Linked DNA regions of Sus scrofa: region 2 is linked to region 1. A link is a contact called in public HiChIP or PLAC-seq data. All regions are on one chromosome and are shown on one strand. The core of a region is the stretch at or near the end of the contact, and the rest is flanking DNA. Distances in the headings are between cores, read along the strand shown.

Region 1 (4,047 bases), core at 730-3,229:
ACAAGAGATATCACTGCATACTCTCTAGGATGACGACCATCAAAAAGAAAGATAACGACAAGTGTTGGCAAGGATATGGAGAAACGTGAGCTCTCATACACTGCTGGCAGCAATGCAAAATGGTGCAAGCACTTTGGAAAACAGTTTGACGGTTCCTCAAAAGGGTGAATACAGAGTTACCATATGACCAACCAACCAACGAATTCTATTCCTAGGTGTGTGTGGACATACACACAAATACACACACAGAAATGAAAACAAATTTCCACACAGAAACTTCATGGTAGCATCATGCATAACAGACAAAAGGTGAAAGCAACCTAAATGTACATCAGTAGATTAATGGATAAATAAAAGGTGTTATGTCCATACAACAAAATATCTGGCAATGAAAAGAAATCAAGTACTGATACATGTTATAACATGAATGAATCTTGCAAACATGTTAAATCAAAGAAGCAAGTCACAGAAGTACACATACTGTATGATTCCATTTATATGAAATGTTCATAATCTATAAATCTGTAGATTAGTGGTCGGGGAAGGGGAAGTTTTAAGTGAAATGGGGAGTAACTTAGTGGGTAGGGTTTTTGGAAGAGGGATGATGAACATGGTTTAAAATTGTGGTGGTGGCTGCACAACTGTGAGTACATTAAACCTACCTAATATATACTTTAAAGGAGTGAATTGTAAAGGTATGTAAATTCTATCAATAAAGCAGGGCAATGGAAAAAAAATAGGCCCTCAAGTATTACTACACTGCTAAATAATTTCCAAAGTAATGAAAATACACCTGGATAAAATTAGCTCCCTAACTTACCAGAGCATTTGGATGGTCTCATTACCTATTCTCTTACTAAACACTTAACAAGGAACTGAAACTAAGCACTGAGCAAAGAAAAAATACTAAATATTCCACAGATTTTTGTCAACTACAACACAAACATCCTCTAGTAAGACTCAGGACAATTTCAAACACAACGCCAAACGTACAATTTTTCACCACATCCCCACCAAATTATATTAGCTGACTGGACACTTCCGAAGCCAAGGCTTAAGTTGATTTTAAACAAATAATCGGTTTAGCAATTTATTCTTATCTACTTTTTGCTTAACTTTGTTAATGTGTAAACTTAATGGTAAAATAAGCAAAAGGGAAGAGAATAAAAATTGGTGATTGGTCCCACAAGAAAATGTTACAAAGCAACGAAGAGATTCATTCACTCTTTAGCCAACACCAAGAGTGGAACGATAAAATGGACAATTTCTAATATTCGATGTTAGACCCAAAAATTATTTTTTTAAAAAAGTGAGAAAAACAAGAATCTGTGCACGATCTGAGTAGAAGGAAATTCTGGGTGCGATCTGCAGACGGGATCCCGACCGGGCCCCCGGCCAGTTGCGTCGGCGGCGCCCCAGCTGCGGCCCCGTGAGGACCGGGCCCGGCGTCCCGGCCGGAGGAGCTTCGCCCCGGCGGCGCCTGGGGACCCGCTCCGCGCGGAGGTCAAGCGGGGAAGCGCCGCCAGGCTCCCGAGGGCTCCTCCCTCCCCTCCTTCCCTCCCTCCCTCCCCTCGGCTGTCCCCTGAGGGGAACAGGCGGGGCGCAGTGCGCAGACGAGGTGGGGGGGGGCGTCCTCAGTGAGAAAAGCTCCGCCGCCCCAGAGTGGCGGCCGCGGGTTATTAATAAACTCCGCTTCTGCCCAGGCGCGGCTACCGCGGCCGGCCGTAGGATCGGCTGGGCCTGCGGTGGAGGCTGAGCAGCCGGAGCCAGAGCCCCGGCCCGAGCGGGCCCGCGCCGCCGCGCTGAGGGCGGCGGCCGGGCGGAGAATAATGCACACTGGGTAAAAACACATTTATATACGAACCTCCGAGAAAATTTTCCAACAATTCCTTCGTCCGACCACCATGCACCAGGACAGGAAACAGCCGCCCGGCCCCCAGGCCCCGCAACCCGCATAGTGGGTCTGAGGCCCGCCCCCGGCCTCCATTGGGCCGTCACTACGTCAGTCATTCGATACTTCCTGCTTTCCATTGGCTCAAATTTAGGCGACGCCAAAGGAGACCGCCTTGTCCACGCCCCTTTTCATGACGTCAGCATCGCCAGGCCTTACAGCTAGCGCCTGAGTGGCTTGAGCAAAGTGCGGAACCAAAGTTACTCGGTCTGACTGGTTGGCAGAGGCGCGCATCCCAGCTCGACACCGCCTCGCTGACAAGTGAATTATGCCGATTCTAGGGCCCCAGCGGGAGGCGCCATTTTGTGGCGAGGGACGGAGGCTGGTCCTTGTGACTAGCCGGGAGGGAGAAGCGGTGACAGGCGCCATTTTCCCCACAGGGGCTAGGAGACGGTCTCGGCGCTCCCCGCGGGCTAGCTAGAGCGCGTTCTGGCGACCGATCGGGCTTTGCCTAGCGACTGCCGAGTGTCGAGCGGGAAGTAGCAGGCTGGGGTAGGCCAGGGCGGGACGCCTGGCCGCTCCCGGGGGGCTCCGGTGCCAGCTGAGGCCTTTGGTCTTGGGCGAGGGCTCTGCTTTCCCGAGAGCGGCTGTTGGCCGGTCACCGGCTGCCGAGTCTGCCTTTGCTCCTCCGGTCGCCGGGGCGTCGCCACGGGCCGCAGCGCGGGCCTCCTGCCTCAGCCGGAGCCCCGGCCGCGCTCGACCATGGGCGGTGGTCTCGGACGCTGCTGGAGGACACTGCGGATGCTCTTGCGCTTTCTTGTCGTTTAGGCTCAGATCTCGAAGTCGTCTGTAGTGGTGTCGCTAACTTTTTTTTCTTTCCCTTTAGTGTCTGTTACGAATTAAAGGGTGGGGAAAGCACTGGCTTGGCCTGCTCGAACCTATAGGTACAAATTAGTTGTGAAGTTTGGGTAATACTTGCTGTAACTCTCCACCCAAACTTTCTCTAAACCATTGGAAATCCTAATCTTTTGAAGTATTCAGTAAGTATCCATGTGCTTTGGCAGCGAGGCTGAACAGAGGTGAGATTAAAGTGTGCAGACTCAATATTTGTTGAATTGGGCATCGCAGGTGTAGATTTGAGTTGCTGAGAATGCGGCGCTGGCCCCGCCGTAGCTGAGATTTGCGTCCTACTTATGAAAACGGGAGAGAGCTGAATGGTGATGGATTTAGTGTCTTTGGGCTAAATTGATTATGGAATGGCTCTATAGGTGAGGATAATTAATGTTTTGATCTGCACTTGAATCTGGTTTGAGATTTTACCAGTACGTTCTTTTTGGTGGGAAGTGAGGGGCAGGCTGACCCTAACCAAGGTATAGCTCATAATTGTTACCCAAATGCCATTCGAAGGAAAACAGGAGTTTTGTTTGACTACATTAAGGTAGTCATTATTTTATGTCCTTTTAAGAATGAAAAATGCGACATAAAATTGGATTAGGTTACTTGAAACTGGAAGAATTGGCTCACTCAACAGTCTTGTGCCCAAAGAATAGATTCAGATGATGTGTTTTACTTTATACTTTCTGTACCTTCCAGTTGTTGTATCTGTATTTATAATCAGAATCAGAATACCTTATGCCATTTAATCATGTATTACTAAGAACCAAATCTTCAGTCATTTGTTAAAACACTGTAATACCAAATCTCAAAAGAAGGTTAAAAAGCCACCCTGTAATTGTAGATTGCAGTTACAGGACATCTTTGTATCCCCTGAACCTACTAATTGTAAACATCGGTGGTGGCAGGCAGGATGCTATAGTTCTAATCTTATTCAGGGAGAAACCTTAATAATGTTTTTGTCAGAAGAAATGGAACTCTTGTTTTTACCATTGACAATAGATCAGGGTTCAAATGTACATAGTATTCAGGATCATCCATAATCTTCAGACTTTCCCTAAATCACCTCCTATGCCTTTTAATTTATTGCATCTTATCAAATTAGTGACTTGAAAACATTTCACCACCAGTCGGTGGTAGTCCAGGCTCTTATACAATGCTGGACCTTTTCCCCAAATTTCTAATAGGCTAACTTATTTCTAGCCCCCTTCAAAAATTGTTACCATCATGTTTTTAAAAACATTTCTTTCATTAACTCAAAA
Region 2 (4,047 bases), core at 1,145-3,644, 160 kb after region 1:
TATCGTGCTCCATCATATGTGACTAGACAGAGTTCCCAGGGCTACACAGCAGGATTTCATTGCCTACCACTCCAAAGGCAAGAGTCTGCACCTGTTAACCTCAAGCTCCCAATCCATCCCATTCCCTCCCCTCCCCCTTGGCAACTACGAGTCTGTTCTCCAAGTCCATGATTTTCTTTTTTGTGGAAAGGTTCCTTTGTGCCGTATATTAGATTCCAGATATAAGCGATATCATAGGGTATTTGTCTTTCTCTTTCTGACTTACTTCACTCAGTATGAGAGTCTCTAGTTCCATCCGTGTTGCTGCAAATGGCATTATTTTGTTCTTTTTATGGCTGAATAGTATTCCATTGAGTATAAGTACCACCTCTTCCTAATCCAATCATCTGTCGATGGCCATCTGGGTTGTTTCCTTGTGTTGGCTACTGTGAACAGTGCTGCAATGAACATGCGGGCGCATGTGTCTTTTTCAAACAAAGTTTTGTCCAGATACATGCCCAAGAGTGGGGTTGCTGGCTCATATGGTAGTTCTACGTATAGTTTTCTAAGGTACCTCCATACTGTTCTCCACAGTGGCTGTACCAACTTCTGTATGTGAGCATTTTAACCTGTCACTCCCGGTTGTTGCGATGCTGCCTGAAACATCTTTTCCTGCCCCTTTTACTTGAGAAATTCCTTTTGCTCCTTTGGAACCCAGGTCAGATTATACCTTTTCTGGGTGCCTTCCCTGACCTCCCCACTCTGGAAAGATACCCCTCTTCGGTGCCTTGTAACCATTTGCTGTCTGAGCCGGTCCGCTGTTTCTGCATCCCCAGCAGGCAAGATGGGGGAGGCGTCCTCCTAAACACACTTTGTGAAGCTACCTTTTCTGCACTTTCCTCTGCCCCGTTCAGGCAGGTGACACACATGGAGGCGCAGGTGCTATGGTTCCAAGTGATGTTGGCTGTGACCTCTGGGCCACCCTCCCCGTGGGAACCAATACCTGAGAGAAGTACCCACGAGAGCACCCAGGAAAGAGCTCAGGATCAGCCCTTGGGGAAGCCAGCTGCCTTTCAGGCCCTTGGCAGCAGCCTGCCAGCCAGAGCAAACCCTGAACACATCTCTTGCTGGCATAGTCCTCTAACAGCTCCCACCTACTGAGCGCTTTCTAGCTCCAGGCACTATTCTGACCACGGAACCTGTATTCACATTTACCTTTTGTTTTCTTCACAAGAGCCACGGCTGCTGGCGCCTGGAGATGGCCCAAGGTCACACAGTAAACGAGAGTCAGGACTCAAATCTGAGCTGTTTCTAAAGCCCATGCTAGTGACCACACCACATACTGCCTTCTCGGATTCTGATCTCCAGTTTCCTGCTTAGCTTCCGTGAGAAACAAATTGGAGGGGCCCGACACAAGTACCAGGAGGCAAGTTTCTCTCCTCGCCACCCCCCCACCCCCCGCCCCAGGAGGATGGGCTCAGGGATGGAAGTGGGAATTCTCAGAAGCAGAAGGAGAGCTCCCAAGTGGCAGCGGCCTCTGGACGCTCTAGGACAGCAAAAGGGACAGCGCGGTGCAGAGAAAAGGCCAGGCTGGAGTCGGGGTAAGGGATGCTGGCCACAGGCCCAGGATTCTAGTCAGGCTTTGTCTCTTAGACTGAGTAACCTTGGGGAAAGTCCTGGCTTCCTTCTGGGCCTTAGTTTCCCCACTCGTAAGCCAAGGGTAAATACAGCGCAGGCTGCTCCCCTCTTCCAAAACAGGGGGCGTCCTCGGCTCTCCCAGGAGCTGGGCCTAGGAGCTGGAGCTGGAGCTGGAGCTGGGCCTAGGAGCGGGGTCAGGGAGAAGGCGCTATCTGGGGTCCAGGCCGGCAGCCTGGGGCTGGGGAGAGGTGGGCTTCCGAGATGCCATCCGGGCACCGGGCCGGGCTAGGCAGCACACCTCCGGACCTCAGCGGGAGCGGAGGCGGGGCCTGGCTCTGCAGGAAGCTTCCCGCATCCCGCCGCTTCTCAGCCTCGCGGAAGGCGTCGCAGCCCCGGGGGGTGCGGGTGCGGGCGCACGGGCTCTCGCCCGCCGCGCTGCGGAGACCGCGGGGCCCGAAGAGCATCACGTCATCCCTTCCGCCGGGCGCCCGCCCCTCCCCGACGGCGCTGCGCAGGCGCGGCGGGAAGGGCCGCGGGGGCTCCTCGGCGCTCCCCGCCCCGCTCCGGGCTCGCTCTCGGCTGGCGGCGGCGGCGCGGAGGGCCAGGCGTGCAGGATGCGGCGCGGGGCGGCCCGGCGCCCCCCTGCCCCGTCACGGCAGCCGCGGCGGCCGCGGGGACCGGGCCAAGGCCGGGGGCGGCGGCCCGAGCCGCGGTAGCGGCGGCGGCGGCGGCGGCGGGAGGGGCGGCCTGCGGGCGGCCGGGCGCCCGGGTGCCGGGGCTCCGCGCTCCGCACGGCCCGGCCCGGCCCCGGCGCCATGAGCGGCGGCGGCGGCGGCGGAGGGGGCTCGGCGCCCAGTCGCTTCGCCGACTACTTTGTCATCTGCGGGCTGGACACCGAGACCGGGCTGGAGCCGGACGAGCTGTCGGGTGAGTGTCGCCGCGGCCGGGTCCCCCAGGGAGGCCCCCGCGCCCCGCTTTGTCCCGGGAGCCGGGCGAGGGCGGTCGGAGGGGGCGTCGGCCGGAGCCGCGGAGGCCGAAAGAGGGGGCCCCGCGCCCCGCCGCGCCGGGGCCCGGTCCCCCGGGGGAGCCGGAGGGCAGGGCCGGGTGTTCGGTCTGGTGACGGCGCAGTGACTTGGGGTGAAATAAAGGGAGGCTTGTCTCGAACACGCCTGCGGGAGGGGGGAAGGCAGCCTCGTCCGGGGAGCGTAAGTTCCACCCAGACTTTGAAAAAGCGAAGCAGAAACTTGGTGAGTTCGTCTGGCCTCTTCCCAAGAAGCCGCGACGGCAGTTCCTCCAACGCCGCCGCCCAGCCCGGAGCCGGCCCGCGGCTGGGACGCCGAGTAACGGAGCGAGCGGGGCCGCTGCGAGGAGGCTGGCGCCTCCCTTGGTTGCGGGAAGGGCTCGAGCCCCGGGCCGTGCCCTTCTCCGTGGAAGTAGCTTCTGTGCGGACGCGGCCGCCGCCGTGTGCGAATGAGGGGCGGTCGCGCCGCGATGCTTCAGCCGCCCTTCAGGGGGAAGTGGCGGCGGGGTGGAGACGCGCCCGGGCGGATCTGCCCCGTCCGGCGCGAGAGGGCCGGAGCTGTACCGTCCGGGAGGTGACCGGCTCCCGGGTCGGGGCTCTGAAAGCCCCGCGGGCTCCGCTGCTCCGTCGTCCGAGTCTTTGAGTCGGGACAGTTGTGGAAAAGTTTTTGTGTGCAGGTTTCTGTGGTGAGGGTTTGCGGTGTCATCCTGATACGGTGCGAGGGGCTCCTTGCCAGGTGACGTGTCTCGAACCGGGAAAGTTTCTCTCGGGAAAGTGGTTATCCTGTTGACTGGTTCTACGTTGCTTCAGTGATGACAGTTTTTTTTTTTTTTTTTTCTTACTACAGAAAAATTTCAGTGTCCTTTAGGAAAAAAAATTAGATTCGTACTTCAAAATGGACTATCTTTTTAAAAAGGGATAAATGGATGACCTTTACCAAGGTCAGAGCAAATACACTATTTCTTCAAAGTAAGAGCAGGTGGAGAAAAAATCATGAAGCAGTAATACAATTAATTGGGCCTTTCGTTGGGGTAGCTTTAAGTTCACTTTTTTAGATCTTCAAATCTTATAACACAGCTGTTAATTTTTCGTCTGTATTTCGTATTTGTTAAATTTGTGACTTTGTGGTGGTGTTGCTGAAATTCAGTTTGTGGTACTGAAAAACTGGAAGGGATCTGAGAGAGGAAAATGTGGCCCAGGAAAGTAGGGCCTATGTCTTGCTGGTTAAATGCCTGACTTTGATCCAGGGCTCCTCTTGCAACACTGAACTGCATCTCAGTGCTTGACTGAGTCTTTAGAAAACACTAACATGTTAAGAAAGACCAGGACAGGTCTCACCAGTAAAAATATAAACAAACAAACAAAAACCCCTTCAAATTGGTGGAATAGACCAGTGTTATTTTTATGCT

Evidence for each region. HiChIP or PLAC-seq counts read pairs in DNA pulled down with a chosen protein or histone mark.
Region 2: an H3K27ac HiChIP or PLAC-seq map of skeletal muscle shows a contact between it and region 1. The contact joins the promoter of DENND5A here to the promoter of ZNF143 in region 1. A contact is called at or near these places in 2 of 47 Hi-C or Micro-C datasets (heart right ventricle and skeletal muscle) and 2 of 2 datasets of contacts at active chromatin or transcription factors (alveolar macrophages and skeletal muscle).

What each region holds. Positions count from the first base shown.
Region 1 is chr9:102,797-106,843 of Sscrofa11.1, forward strand. ZNF143 (zinc finger protein 143) reads right to left here and starts at 1,980. Exons shown (of 16, transcript XM_021062244.1): 1 at 1,865-1,980.
Region 2 is chr9:265,978-270,024 of Sscrofa11.1, forward strand. DENND5A (DENN domain-containing protein 5A) reads left to right here and starts at 2,395. Exons shown (of 24, transcript XM_021062252.1): 1 at 2,395-2,544. The coding sequence starts at 2,433.